Linked DNA regions of Hordeum vulgare: region 1 is linked to region 2. The links are chromatin contacts, called in public Hi-C maps. All regions are on one chromosome and are shown on one strand. Each heading gives the region's core, a stretch centred on a gene start, on an enhancer-like site or on the middle of the called end of the contact. The rest is flanking DNA. Distances are from core to core; before and after follow the strand shown.

Region 1 (6,745 bases), core at 2,726-5,225, 140 kb before region 2:
ACATAGGATCTAGTTTCGAAGAACTCGTCGCGAGAAAGTCAATGGTGAAAACGGATCATCGATTGAATTAACGGTTTTGTAGATAAAACTTTTTGAATTGTAAACATCAAAGGGAATCGGGCCCAGCCGGCTATTTAAGGAACCGCTGCATGGAAGAGCACATATGCAGCGCGGCTCTCTAGTCAATCCCGTCATTTAAACGGGACAAAATTAAAAATATCAAATTAATTTATTAGTAGGGGTATATATATAGGGGTATAGATATAGATATAAATACGATTTATCTATTATTTAAGAAATAAAGTCTTGTTGCCCTAAAAAAAACTATGCATGGACAAATCAGCTCTTAGTGAGCCTATTATTTGGAGACAAATAGTTAAAGAGCACACATCTCATACAATGCTGATCCAATGGTCAAAAATCCACTGAAAGATGTACTCTACCATTTTGACATAATTTCTTTCTGTTTCGCGGGTGATAATTTCATATTTCTATGGAGACTGATCTACGCCGGTGCGTCGGCCGAGACTTTCGGTCGGTCGGCTGCCTAGCGTCCGTTCTAACACGCGTAAAAGGATCTTGATTAGCGCATCAGTTGGGCCTTCATCGTTGCGGCAATTCCGGACAGTAGTAGCAAATGTTGGTAATGGTTGCAACAAAAATGCATCGGTTGTAGCAAAATCAACCTCACACGCTCCAACGAAAATGACCTCGCTCGTCATAGCGTGGCCGTTTGGTTGTAGCATTTTGTATCACCAATTGTAGCAAAAGTCTACAACGAGTTGCATCAAAAACATCATTTCCTTCGGCTGTAGCTGGTTGTGCATGTCGTTTCGCCGGTTGAAGCTTTTCAAAAACAGCATTGCAGCAAATCTTGCAACCGGTTACAGCATTTCTAGGCATTGTTTGCAACTCCTCCACTTTTTTCTGGTTCCAGCAAAAAAAATTGGCGAGTGCTACGGATCTGGCGGATGATTTCTCCAGGAAATCATCCGCCTAGCCAGTCGTTCGATTTGGCACTACTGAACGTCTGATTTGAAGCTGCACCGGGAGTTGTATGTGTTGTCCATGGCAACATTAAACCTCCATGAAGCTCCATAGCAACCCAGCAACGAGACGAAGCTGCAGAGCACCACCGATGCCACTGAAGCTTCATTGCAGCACCGACGGAGCTCCAATGCAGCACCGGCGGCGCTTCAATGCAACTCCTGTGGCGCTCGTTGCAGCTTCGACGGCGCTTCACTGCAACTACGACTGCCTCGTGATGCTTCATCGTAACTCCGGTGAGCCCCATCTGCTTCACCGGCTGCTGCAACTCGTCACTACAGCGCCGACGGCCCTCGTGTCGCTTCATCGCAACGCCGGTGAGCCCCCTCTGCTTGCTGCTGCACGCAGCTCCCGCTGACCATGGCAGCAGGACGGCCACACCGAAAACTGCAGGTCGACGCGGGTGCTGCAGCCTGCAATTTGCAGCCGGCTCCTGCAGGCATCTCGCTCCAGCGAGGGCCGATGGAGGAGATGCGGGCTGGCTTGCTCCCACGATGGTAATGGCGAAGTGGTGGACGGGTGGTGCATCCAGACGAAGGTAGAAGATGATAGGTAGAAAGTGGATCTCGTTGCATCGCTGGTAGGATAGAAAAAAGGAACCAGCCACTTGCGTTCACTAGAGATAAGAGACTCTGCCCGCGTGGTCCATGGGACGCATGGCGTTCGCGTGACACGGCTGATTTCTGATCATTTTCTAAAAAAGTTCACCAGTAGTAGGCAAAAATCAATTACGGTTGCGGCGAATCACCATCACGAGGTCACAGCCATGCCTCGATGGATGTAGCAAAAAAAGTTCGTCGGTACTAGCAAAAACCAATTACGGTTGCAGCAAAATCGCCATCATCATGATGTTGCAGCTTCTGCTTGATGGATATAGCAAAACACTTGACCCATAGTAACCAAAAAACAAGTAAGGTTGTAGCAAAAATCTTCGTCATGGGCCCGCACGTCCAGCGGAAGCGTTCGGACAGTGCGTTGTTTATAAACGTTTCTCTATGCCTTGATGGATGTATAAAAAAAATACATCCAAAAAATTCGTCGGTGCTAGCAAAAACCAATTATGATTGCAACAAAATCTTTGTCATCGCGAGGTTGTAGCTTTTGCTTGATGGATGTAGCAAAAACATTTAACTCGTAGTAGCAAAAAGAAAAACGGTTGCAACGATTTCACGGCTCCGACGAATGGTCACATGGACTTGCAAGCAGGGTGCGTGCCAAGACGTCCGGCGGAAGCGTTCAGTCGGCGCGTCATTTATAAACGTTTTCTTATTTCTATTAGAAAAAGATCATGCAGTCTTCAACAGAAATTTGATACTCCCTGTGATTCGAATTTGTTTCTCTATATACTCCCTCCGTTTCAAAATATAAGACCTTTTAGAAATTTCACTAAAAGACTACATACAAAACAAAATGAGTGAATCTATATTCTAAAATATGTCTATGTGCATCCGTATGTAGTTCATAGTGCAATCTCTAAAAGGTTTTAAACTTAGGAACGGAGGGAGTACAATGTAAGAGGCGCGAAGTTCTTAGGTTAAAACAGTTACAACAGGGAATTCACAAGGAAAAGATTAATTTTCAAAGTCCATGCTTATTGCTTAAGCAACCTGCGTCTTCAGGAAAGGCCTTCGAGGACAAAACCAAGAGTATGGCCAGCAACTATTCTCCTGCTTGTGCACCTCGGGGTAAGGTACATCGTCCACATCACCCGTCCCCAGATCATACACCATTGCCCAATCCTTCCTGTACTTGGGGAGGTTGTGCACCAGGTAGTAAACGCAGTTCCCCCTGATCGCAGGGTACTCCTTGGCAGACAGTGCAAAAGCATCGCCGCGGCCGAGGAAGAGCGTGTAGCCCCCGAGGTCAGTCACCCTCTCACCGATCTGGAAGGCGCATCCGAGCGTCCACGGCGGCCTGTAGATTTCCATGAGCGACGGGTGGCGGCCGTGGAACAGCAGAACTAGCAGGAGCTCGCCGCGGCAGGCCACGACGTGCACCGCACGCACGCAGTCCCTGAGAGACTTGCGGATAGCCCACGACTCTGACCACTGACAAGGGTACATGACCGAGCAATGGGAGGAGACCTTGTGCCGAGTTGAAGATCGTAGATGGACAGGTTAAACATGCCGTCTATGCAGTATATGTTCCCCGCATGGAATTCGACGCTGTAGAGCTTCGCGCAAGGGACAGTGGCCGGGCCGCTCCAGGAGGCGTCCCCGGGCCGCCAGAAGAAGATAATATGCGCCCTGGGCCGTCTGAGCCGGGTCGCGACGGCCGTCCAGTCCGACGACTCGAGCGGGTCGCCGGAGAGGAAGACCTGGATGACTGGGCACGGGCACGGGAGCGGGATCTCGGTGCCGGAGTGGGGCTCCCACAGCACGAGCCGCGTCGGGGACCGGGCGTCGTCCGCGAGGGCGAGCCAGCCGCGAGGCGCGCCGCAGCAGTACGGGAGGCCGGGTGGGATCGCCTGGAAGTCGACGCCCGGGACGCCGCGAGGGAGCAGGAAGGAGTGCTCGCCGACTGGGCTCAGTCCGTCCGGGGCCTGTCGGGCGGCGACGACCCACGGGCGGTAGGCGGCCGGACGAGGAATAGTGGCTCGCCAGTGGGCGCATGCCAGGTGGGCGTGGAGCTGGTCGGCATCGGAGATCAGGCGAGCCGAGATCTGATAGAGAAGATCGGCCGGGAGGGAGGACCAACCGCCGGCCATCGCAATGAAAAAAGACAGCTCCTTTCCTCTTCTGTTTTTCAATTGGGTGTGCTGCTATTCCCTTATTTATTTTGGGAAAAAGTCCAAAAAAAACCTTGAACTGGTAGACGGTGGCGAGATCGCACCCTGAAGTGGTAATCCTTGAAGTTTACACTCTCAAGTCAGCAATCCCGGTCTAAAAATAACCTTGACAGCGTTCCCAAACAGGGATTGCATGCGTGGCAAGTGAGGGTCGGGTTTCGTTTTTTTTTTTCCTTTTTTCAGACCGAAGGAGAAGGCTTATAGGGTGGACCGGCCCAGCTTAACAGCCCATTGACTTATTTAGACCGACGGTCGCCCAGCCCGAGGAGTGTCTCCCTGTCGAGGACTGTCTCCCTGTCTTCTGCTCTGCTTTGGCGGCGACAATGGCGATGACCTGGTGATCGACGGCAGCGGCAACGATCGGGGCGGCGCTCGACAGCGAGCGTCAGGCCAAGGTATGTCCCCGTCGTTCACGTCCTGTGGGCACCTTTCTTTCTGTTTTCTGCAGAACACTAGGGTTAGGGGTTAGGGTTTTTGGGGCGGGTAATTTGGCGGTAAAAGCTGCGATTTTGGTGCGGGTAGTGATGTGTCTTTGTTTTTTCAGTTTAATCATGGATCCAACAGAGATTTTGAACGTCCGATTCCACATTGGTGGCAAGTTTGTTGGCACTGGTCCCAATTTGCAGTATGTTGGTGGGGATGAAGAGATGTCAGAAATCGAGAGAGATAAGTTGTCACTGCAGGAGGTGAAGGGCTTTCTGAATGATCATATGCAGTTGAAGGAGTCGATGAAATTATATTTTCAGGTGCCAGGGAAATCAATGGCAGATGGATTGATGTTTCTGCATGATGACAGAGCATGTCTACAGATGGGAGAGTACACAGATGTTGGAGGAGTTGCTGGCATTTTTGTTGAGTACCATGGGGAAGAAGACAGTGAGAATAGCAGCAGTGGGAGTGATTTTGAGATGGATGAGATGGTCAATTTGAGTGATGCTGATGAACCTGCCATAGTTATAAGTGCTGAGCCAGCAGGCTTTTCTGATGATGATGATGTGCAGTTTGTGCAGGAAGTGTTGGTTCCAGATGATAGTGGTGTGATAACTCAAACTATTTCTAGTCCTGTGAAGCACATCCATGTAGATGCCAGAGCAAGGAGAGTTGTAGCACACCAAGTTGCAGAGGAGCAGGTGCAAGATGGATCTCAGGTTGCATTTTCTCAGGTGTTAAATCCTGCAGCTCATGCATCAGGACATGGTACAGAAACTCCAAGTGAAGCACAACCTACAGATTCAGATAGTGACTCAGATTCAGACCCTGAGTATCTGGCACACAGTGAGGACAGTGGTGAAAATTCAGAGGTTGTTGAGCTTAGAAGGCATGCTAGAAAATTCAAGAAGAAAATGAGAGACACCAAGAGTTGGATTGGCAGAGATACCACAGAAGTTGTTCCATTGGAGCTCATTGCAAATATGGAAGAACAATTAGAAGCAGATGACAAACAGTGGGGCTATGATTCATCTCATGAGGATTACTCTTATGATGAAGATTCAGATGGACAACAAGTGAGGAGGAAGAGCAAGTTTCCAAGGTATATCAATGACACGGAGATTCCACATTTCAGTTTGTCAATGGTGTTTAGAAGCAAGAACCAGCTTGTTAAAGCACTCAAGAGATATGACGTTGTAACTAAAAGGAGCATTAAGTTTGTTAAATCAGAGGCTGACAGGGTAAGGGCCAAGTGTGGATGGGATGGTTGCCCCTGGCTTATTTATGGTGCCAAAACCTCAAGAACAAACAGGTTTCAGATAATTACATACAATGATGAGCACCATTGTGCACAGAACAGAGAAAATAAGCTGGTCACTGCTAAAGTCATTGCTCAGAGATATGAGCATTTTATCTTAGCAAACCCAATGTGGAAGATTGAGAGCATGAAGGCAACTGTTTTACAGGACATGTTTGTAGATGTTTCCCCTTCTAAGTGCAAGCATGCAAAAAAAATTGTCATGGACAAGTTAATGGCTGGCATGAAAGAAGAGTACACAAGAGTATTTGATTATCAGCTGGAGTTGCTAAGAAGTAATCCTGGTAGCACAATTGCAGTTTGCTTGGATCCAACAATCATGAATAGGAATGTTTTCCAAAGCTTCTATGTGTGCTTCAATGCTTTGAAGTTAGGCTTCAAAGCTGGGTGTAGAAAAGTTATTGGTTTAGATGGATGTTTCTTCAAAGGAGCAGTGAAGGGAGAACTGTTGTGTGCCATTGCTAGGGATGCCAATAACCAGATGTATCCAGTGGCTTGGGCTGTTGTTGAACAAGAAACAAATGAGAGTTGGAAGTGGTTCATTGGCTTGCTTATTAAAGACCTAGACATCAACAACAATGGAGCTGGCTGGGTCTTCATCTATGACCAGCAAAAAGGATTGATTAATGCCATGAGGGATTATCTGCCAAATGCAGAGCACAGGATGTGTGCAAGACATATCTATGCCAACTGGAGGAAGAAGTATAGGGCACATGAATGGCAGAAAAAATTCTGGGAAGTGGCCAAAGCATCCAATAAGCAAGATTTTAATTATTACAAAGCAAAGCTTGCACAAGAAACTCCTGAGGGTGCACAGGACATGATGAAAACAGAGCCTGGACATTGGGCAAGAGCTTTCTTTCAAGTTGGTTCCATCTGTGAATCAGTTGACAATAACCTATGTGAATCATTTAACCATGCAATTGTTGATGCCAGGTTTTATCCATTGATTTCAATGCAAGAGAAGATCAGAAAGAAAATATTTGTTAGAATCCAAGAACAAAGGGAGAAAGGTGCAAAGTTTCATGGAAAAATATGCCCAAGCATATTTAACAAGTTGAAGGCCAGTATAGCAAGGACACAGTTCATGGAGGTGTTGTGGGGTGGGAAAGATTCATATGAAGTGCAAATACTAACTGGCAGAAAGAGGAAGTACACAGTCA
Region 2 (6,034 bases), core at 1,207-3,706:
CTGACAATGTTCAGAAAGATACGATAACCATATCAAACTCTGATGAGAGCAACTGCATGTTCAAAATACACTGGAAGATAACAGGGGACATACTCCGCTGGTGGGCGGCAACAGCCAGACTCAATGGGAGTCAGATCAGCAAGCTTGTATTGTTTTAGAGTCTACATGAAATCGAACGGTATAACTAAGATCACTGCAAAAGGATGGTTGCCAAGGGAGAAACTTTGAAACATCACGTCAGATAAAACAGGATATGTAGAAAAGGAGAAGAGACCTTATATCTTTTCGACAAGCTATTGCAATCATCCGACTTCACAAGGCAACTTCTCAGATGAATCCATTTATCAGTGTCATTGAGCTTGATTTAAAATAAATAAATCGAGTTATACCAGGATAGATGATCGTGAATTAATTGCACTAAGGAAACAAAATTTTCAAACAAAGAGTTGGGACTTGCCTGTTTGACGAACCAAGAGCTGTAGTCCTGAAGACGATACTCTTTATATCTGTACAGAACATGAGAAATGACATGACAGAACCATATGCATGCAATGTGTTTCGTTACAGAAAGAAATAGTGATGTATGTTCACAGTTCATGTAGTGACAACCAGGCAGTAGCAAACTGTTTCCGACTGCCCGTATATCAACAAAACTGCATCGCGGCTATATAGTGCAACTTTTAAGAAAAAATAGTGATATATTACTTCGACTTGTCAATTCAGCATTTCAACCATCCTCTGTTCCTAAATAGTTTTGACCCACTACCTATTTTTCCTAAGCATGCAAGGATGTCACAACAACAAGTAATGCATGTCTGCCACATGTTTGCCCTACACATTGATTACTGGTATTTGGATTAAAAAGTGGAAAGTGGAAGTGGAGAAGGCATGAGATGCCATAGATACTGAACACAGCACAATTTGTGTTTGTGGTGCGGTAATATTATTTCATAGCTACATGTCTTCGAGCTAATAATCTAGTTGTATAAACATTAGTAACATATATTTAGATACATACTTGGACCCAGCAACAGCATGACCAGTTCCAGTATTTGTAATGATAAACCTGAAACAGTACATGGCAAGGTGAGTTAACCCAACTTGCAACCACTAAAGTCAGTTATGAAGTCAATCGATGATTAACCACTGAACTTGTAATAGGATTTAATTCCATCAACCAATCAGTGCACACTGCAGCTAATTTTCAAATTAAATAAGTAGTACACAATGATTGCCACCAACTGGAAAGGTTGTGCTAGTGCTATCCCAAATGAATGACAGGAACTTACGCAAGCACTGTGAAGACCATGATTGCCACCAGGACCACGAACAGCATGATTAGATACTAGATACCCACATGTCAAGGCAACAGATAACTCCAAGGGTAGCAAGACAGCAGCCAACATGAGCAGCAGAAGCACTCATGCCGCCGCAAGTTTACGCATCAGATGCCACGAAAAGGATACTGTCCAAAGCAAGCAGGAAATGTTCTTCCAAGCACCCACGAATCCCGCCAGCGATCTGCGGCATCGGCACTGAACCATGTCAATTCGGAGCATGAATACTAACGTAGTGGGAATAATATAATACAACTCCATGGACGCATACATGAGAAAAATTACTCCTCCAAGGGCCATGACAGGGATCGTGAGTGACCGTCGGCACTCGTCATTGTGGGTGCTCATCCAGAACCCAAAACCCACCACAAGTATCGCCAGTATCTGTTCAACAAAGAGCATGAAGGGCATCATAATGTGTGAATCCCTACCTGCATGACTTAACATTAAAATATATATAAAGAGCTCCAAAAGAAAGATGTCAAGAATGGTCAAGAACCGATAAATGCACTAGGATAAATGGATAACGATGCAGTACAGCTCAAGCTCAACAAAGGGACACCGCTGAGCAAAGACACTAGATGGAACAGGAACAAATCAAGAACTGGCAAATCCATCTACGTAGTATCCAACAGTGCTCTTCACTGGAAAATTTGAAACGGGTCGGTCGTCGGAAGCAGCTAGGAAAAGGGGAGCGGGGAAGGAAGCTGACTGACCATGGTGAGGAAGTTGATCCACCTGATGACGAAGGTGCTGGTGCTGGTGCCGCCCATCCCGACTCAGCTGCGGACGACGCTGGCCTCCCGCCTCCGTCAGGCGATTCCGCGCGGAACGGAAACAAACCGGCGAGTCGGATCTGGGAGCACGCCGCCGGAGACGGCGAGGCTGGGGTCCCGGCGGCGCGGCACCTAGGTGTCAGCTTGGGAGCGTGGGAGTGGGAGTGTGTGTCGTTGATTTTGGGTGGGCTTGAAGACAGCGGTCGCAGTTAAGCTTGGCACGGGCAGATGTGGGGCCGACTAGTCAGAGGGGCAGATTGATTGTCATCAGTGGGCCGGAGAGGGCGGACTCGACCGACGCCGGTCTCCTTCGCGTCCGGTGCTGAGGCCGATGAAGGGGAGAGGGGGCTTTTTGGTCGGGTTTGAATGGCAGCGCGGCAGAGGGGCAGCCACAAGTCCCATATATTTAGCTTTTTCTAGCTTCAAAGTTTATTTTTTACAAAAGAAAATTAACTACTAGATAATAAATGAGTTTAAATGAGATTAAATGGGACCCAGTTCCCATCCCTATTCGAAGCTCTTCCCCATTTTCGCGAGCTCCGAGGGGTGGGGTACAACTTAACATTGGATGCTCTTCAAAAGAAAAGAAAAAAAACTTTTTGCAAACAAAAATTTGTATTACTCAAGTGAATCAGTTCATATAATCCACCGTAGCTAGCTCCATAACCACCGAAGGTCCCGAGCCAAGCCAAGTTATAATTCGGCCTTCTACACGAGCAAATTTGGCCATACTATCGCTAACTTTATCGTGGCTACGATTTGCATGAGTAATATAAGAATCACGAATAAACATAAGATATCTAATCTTCATTATAAACGACGAGTAGACCGATCTATCAACCTTCTTGGCATGGATCAACTTCGCTGCAACAATTGAATCCATCTCTATCTCAACTGGCAGGTCACTTCTCTGTATTGCGAACGACGGTTCTTCCACACATGCAGTCAACTAGGCTTCGAGAGAATCCCAGGAACAACTCCGACATTTATGGTATAATTCAGGAAAAAATATCCTAACTTCAACATGCGTGCAAGCAATCAAGAAATGTGTTATAATTTACAACTGAGTTTTCTTTCTATTCACAAGGTGTAGAATTAGTTTGGATTTAAACTGCAGTTATTCTTTTAAAGACCACTCGCCATATATTAAAAAAATAGCCCTTACAAGAATAAAATAATTACAGGAAAGTCATTGAAGAAAACAACATTGTCTTCCTTCTGCAACTAACAGTGGAGCACAGTTAGCAAAGCTCATTGCCACTTCTAGACCTTTATCTTGTTGAAACTCAAAGCTTACAGAAGTAGCGGCTTAGAAGTCATTGATGTAGAACAAGATACATTGGTGACTGCAAATTCATTGATGTAGAACAAAAGAAGTCAGCGGTTGCAAACTAGATAGATCGCTATGCCGAAGAACAGAGTCAAAAAAATAATCCCAACTGATAAAAGAGGGGACACAAACATCAGGAGTCCCCTTTCATAAAAGAGGGGACACAAACTAGATAGTTCGCTATGCCGAAGAACAGGAGTATTTGGCTACTTCATCAGATGGAGATGGAACTTTAGAGAAAACCGCCTGTTGCAACACCATCCCTTACATAGGATGCCACTGCCATGAATAAACGCTAATCATGCCAAACGAGTGACAGGCGATCGACACCATCCTCTGACTCGGTGTTGTCACTCCAAGGAAGGGCATCGACATTGGTAAAGCCAAAAAGAACCAATATTCCTATCGCCATCGTTGCCCTAACTTCACATGTGATACAAAACTCAAAGACCCTGCAAGACAGGACTGCAGCCTCAAATTCATGGTTCCCTCGTCCTCCCGCCACGGCGGGCAATGGGGGCAAGGCAAGCTGCGGATCGAGGGGAGATAATCGAAGCCTCCTATCACCTCTCTAGTAAACCGTGGGGAAATGATTTGTTAAAGGGAAGTGTAGTTGTGTAAAATTTGTCCTGTGATGAAAAAAAATAGAAGGAAAAAACTTCTAATATCGCTTTCCACACTTGGGAACCACAAATACACCGCAAATCCAAGTGCCTAGGATATGTTTTTGGTATCTAAGTTTGATTTTCTTGGAAAACAGTGAGCGGTTTTAACATTTCCATGGTATGAAAAGAATCTAACACGAGGTTGGTGCTGAACATTGGGTAGATATAACACAAGGCGGTAAGGGAACAAATGCAACCTTAATTACAAGGCAATAAGAGAACAAATGCTTAATCTTAAAGTAACCTTAATTGAACTGAGAAGGTTAGCCAATTACAACGAAGACCTCTTAGGAAGGAGAGGGTTCCAAATATATAGAAATAAGAAATTGCGAGACGGAAGGCTTGTATATTTCTTTAAACATTGGAGAAAACTTTACTACGCTACCAGGTTTCTTCCTACATTTGTTCGCCCAATAATCCTTTGTTCCACAGTTGGTCATTTGTTTCCCAACAAACCTTGTTCCAAAATGGGCTTAACTTAATACTCCCAACATTCACAACAAATATTAGGCGTTTTACATATAGACTGAAATGAATAAACAAACACACTAAAAACGCGGTTGTTAGACATTTTTTTCTTCTATTTTTCCAGGCGGTCTGATGTAACCGGGGCAGCCCATCAGAATTCTCGCTGGGCCAGTTTGTTTTATCCAATAGAAAAGTATTGCTCGATGCTAAACTCACACGGATTAAACTCCTACAAAAAAAGATCGGCTAAATCATTATCACCTACTTCCTCCCTTCACACTACTGAGTGAACCAACACATCAACATTTGTCTACATACATCCAATTTAGAAAATAGTTGGAACATCTTATAGTACTGCACGGAGGGAGTGCTTGAATGGGCAGAAGTGCCGCTGGGTCTGTCAACTTTAAACATTGGCTTTGATTGTGATTTTGCAATAATCGATTAAACAGAAGCATGTACAACTGCAACACCGGCAAGACAAATAACAAGGCTATTGAGAATACAAGGAAAATACTTGAGGTTAATGGTCTACACAAAGAACCACCGAAATTAACAAGGAATCAAGTACAGGAAATATAGCTATTTGTGCGAACAGAATAAAGCAAAGTAAAATGATAAAAATGCCGCAATATGATGATACAATCTCAAGCAACAGAATCCCAACATGACACAACCAGAAAAGAAACGAGAAAACAAATGTAAGGCAATCCTGGGCAGATGCATACAGCAAGAAATAATGTTTGGGTTGACAACAGTTCTGAATCTCAAAGCAGGTGCATCTCCACAGTCAAATGATTAGCACCGGTACCAGCAGAGAAGGCACGCTCCACTGATGGAAATAGAAGCTTGGATGCATCACCAAGGCACCAAATAAAACCCTGTGTGTATGAAATGGGAATCAGTCCTCATCCAGGACAGTCACTATGCAAGTATGCAGTTTTAAAAAGCAACATTCTAGCATTGGATTCTTACTTGATGAGGTGCTATGTACATCTGGTATATTTGCCTAGTGATGTTTTCATAAAAGATATGCTTCTAAAACTGTTAACTGATCATTGGCAATACTCCGCCAGGTCAATCTGTGGAGGTATTGTTTTTATTTCTGTCCCGAGTTCTTGCTCAATCCTATACCTGCAAACAGAAGAAAGCAAACAGTTCAGATACCTTGGTAGACTAGTACTAGAGAAGAACTTTTCTTTGTTTCGAAACGCCAGTTTAGCAAAGTATCCTTACATGTTGAAACGGTCCTCATAAGTGATTAAGTTCACAGCCAAACCAAGGTGTCCAAATCTTCCAGAACGCCCAACCTAGGAAAATGTCAAAAGGAGTTGAACTTTTAGATGAATCAAGTTATTAAATTAAAAAGTACAAGGACGCCAACTGGTTTACAAACTCAAGACTGCTTAATCCTACTAGTTCAAATAATAAATAAATGAAAAGCCTGGCAAATAAGGC

Evidence for each region. A called contact is a pair of places that touch in the nucleus more often than the background predicts.
Region 1: a contact with region 2 is called in a Hi-C map of seedling, with 4 times the contacts expected there. The contact joins the promoter of LOC123410291 here to the promoter of LOC123433547 in region 2. A contact is called at or near these places in 1 of 6 Hi-C or Micro-C datasets (seedling) and 1 of 1 datasets of contacts at active chromatin or transcription factors (embryo).

What each region holds. Positions count from the first base shown.
Region 1 is chr1H:319,429,886-319,436,630 of MorexV3_pseudomolecules_assembly, reverse strand. LOC123410291 reads right to left here and starts at 3,975. Exons shown (of 1, transcript XM_045103210.1): 1 at 2,503-3,975. The coding sequence starts at 3,754. The coding sequence ends at 3,008.
Region 2 is chr1H:319,286,728-319,292,761 of MorexV3_pseudomolecules_assembly, reverse strand. It overlaps LOC123433547 (tetraspanin-10), which reads right to left and starts at 2,456. Exons shown (of 11, transcript XM_045115459.1): 1 at 2,054-2,456; 2 at 1,609-1,721; 3 at 1,467-1,521; 4 at 1,290-1,345; 5 at 1,019-1,066; 6 at 458-506; 7 at 275-358; 8 at 94-161. The coding sequence starts at 2,110. It overlaps LOC123433531 (DEAD-box ATP-dependent RNA helicase 12), which reads right to left. Exons shown (of 10, transcript XM_045115458.1): 8 at 5,813-5,886; 9 at 5,552-5,710; 10 at 5,055-5,457. The coding sequence ends at 5,632.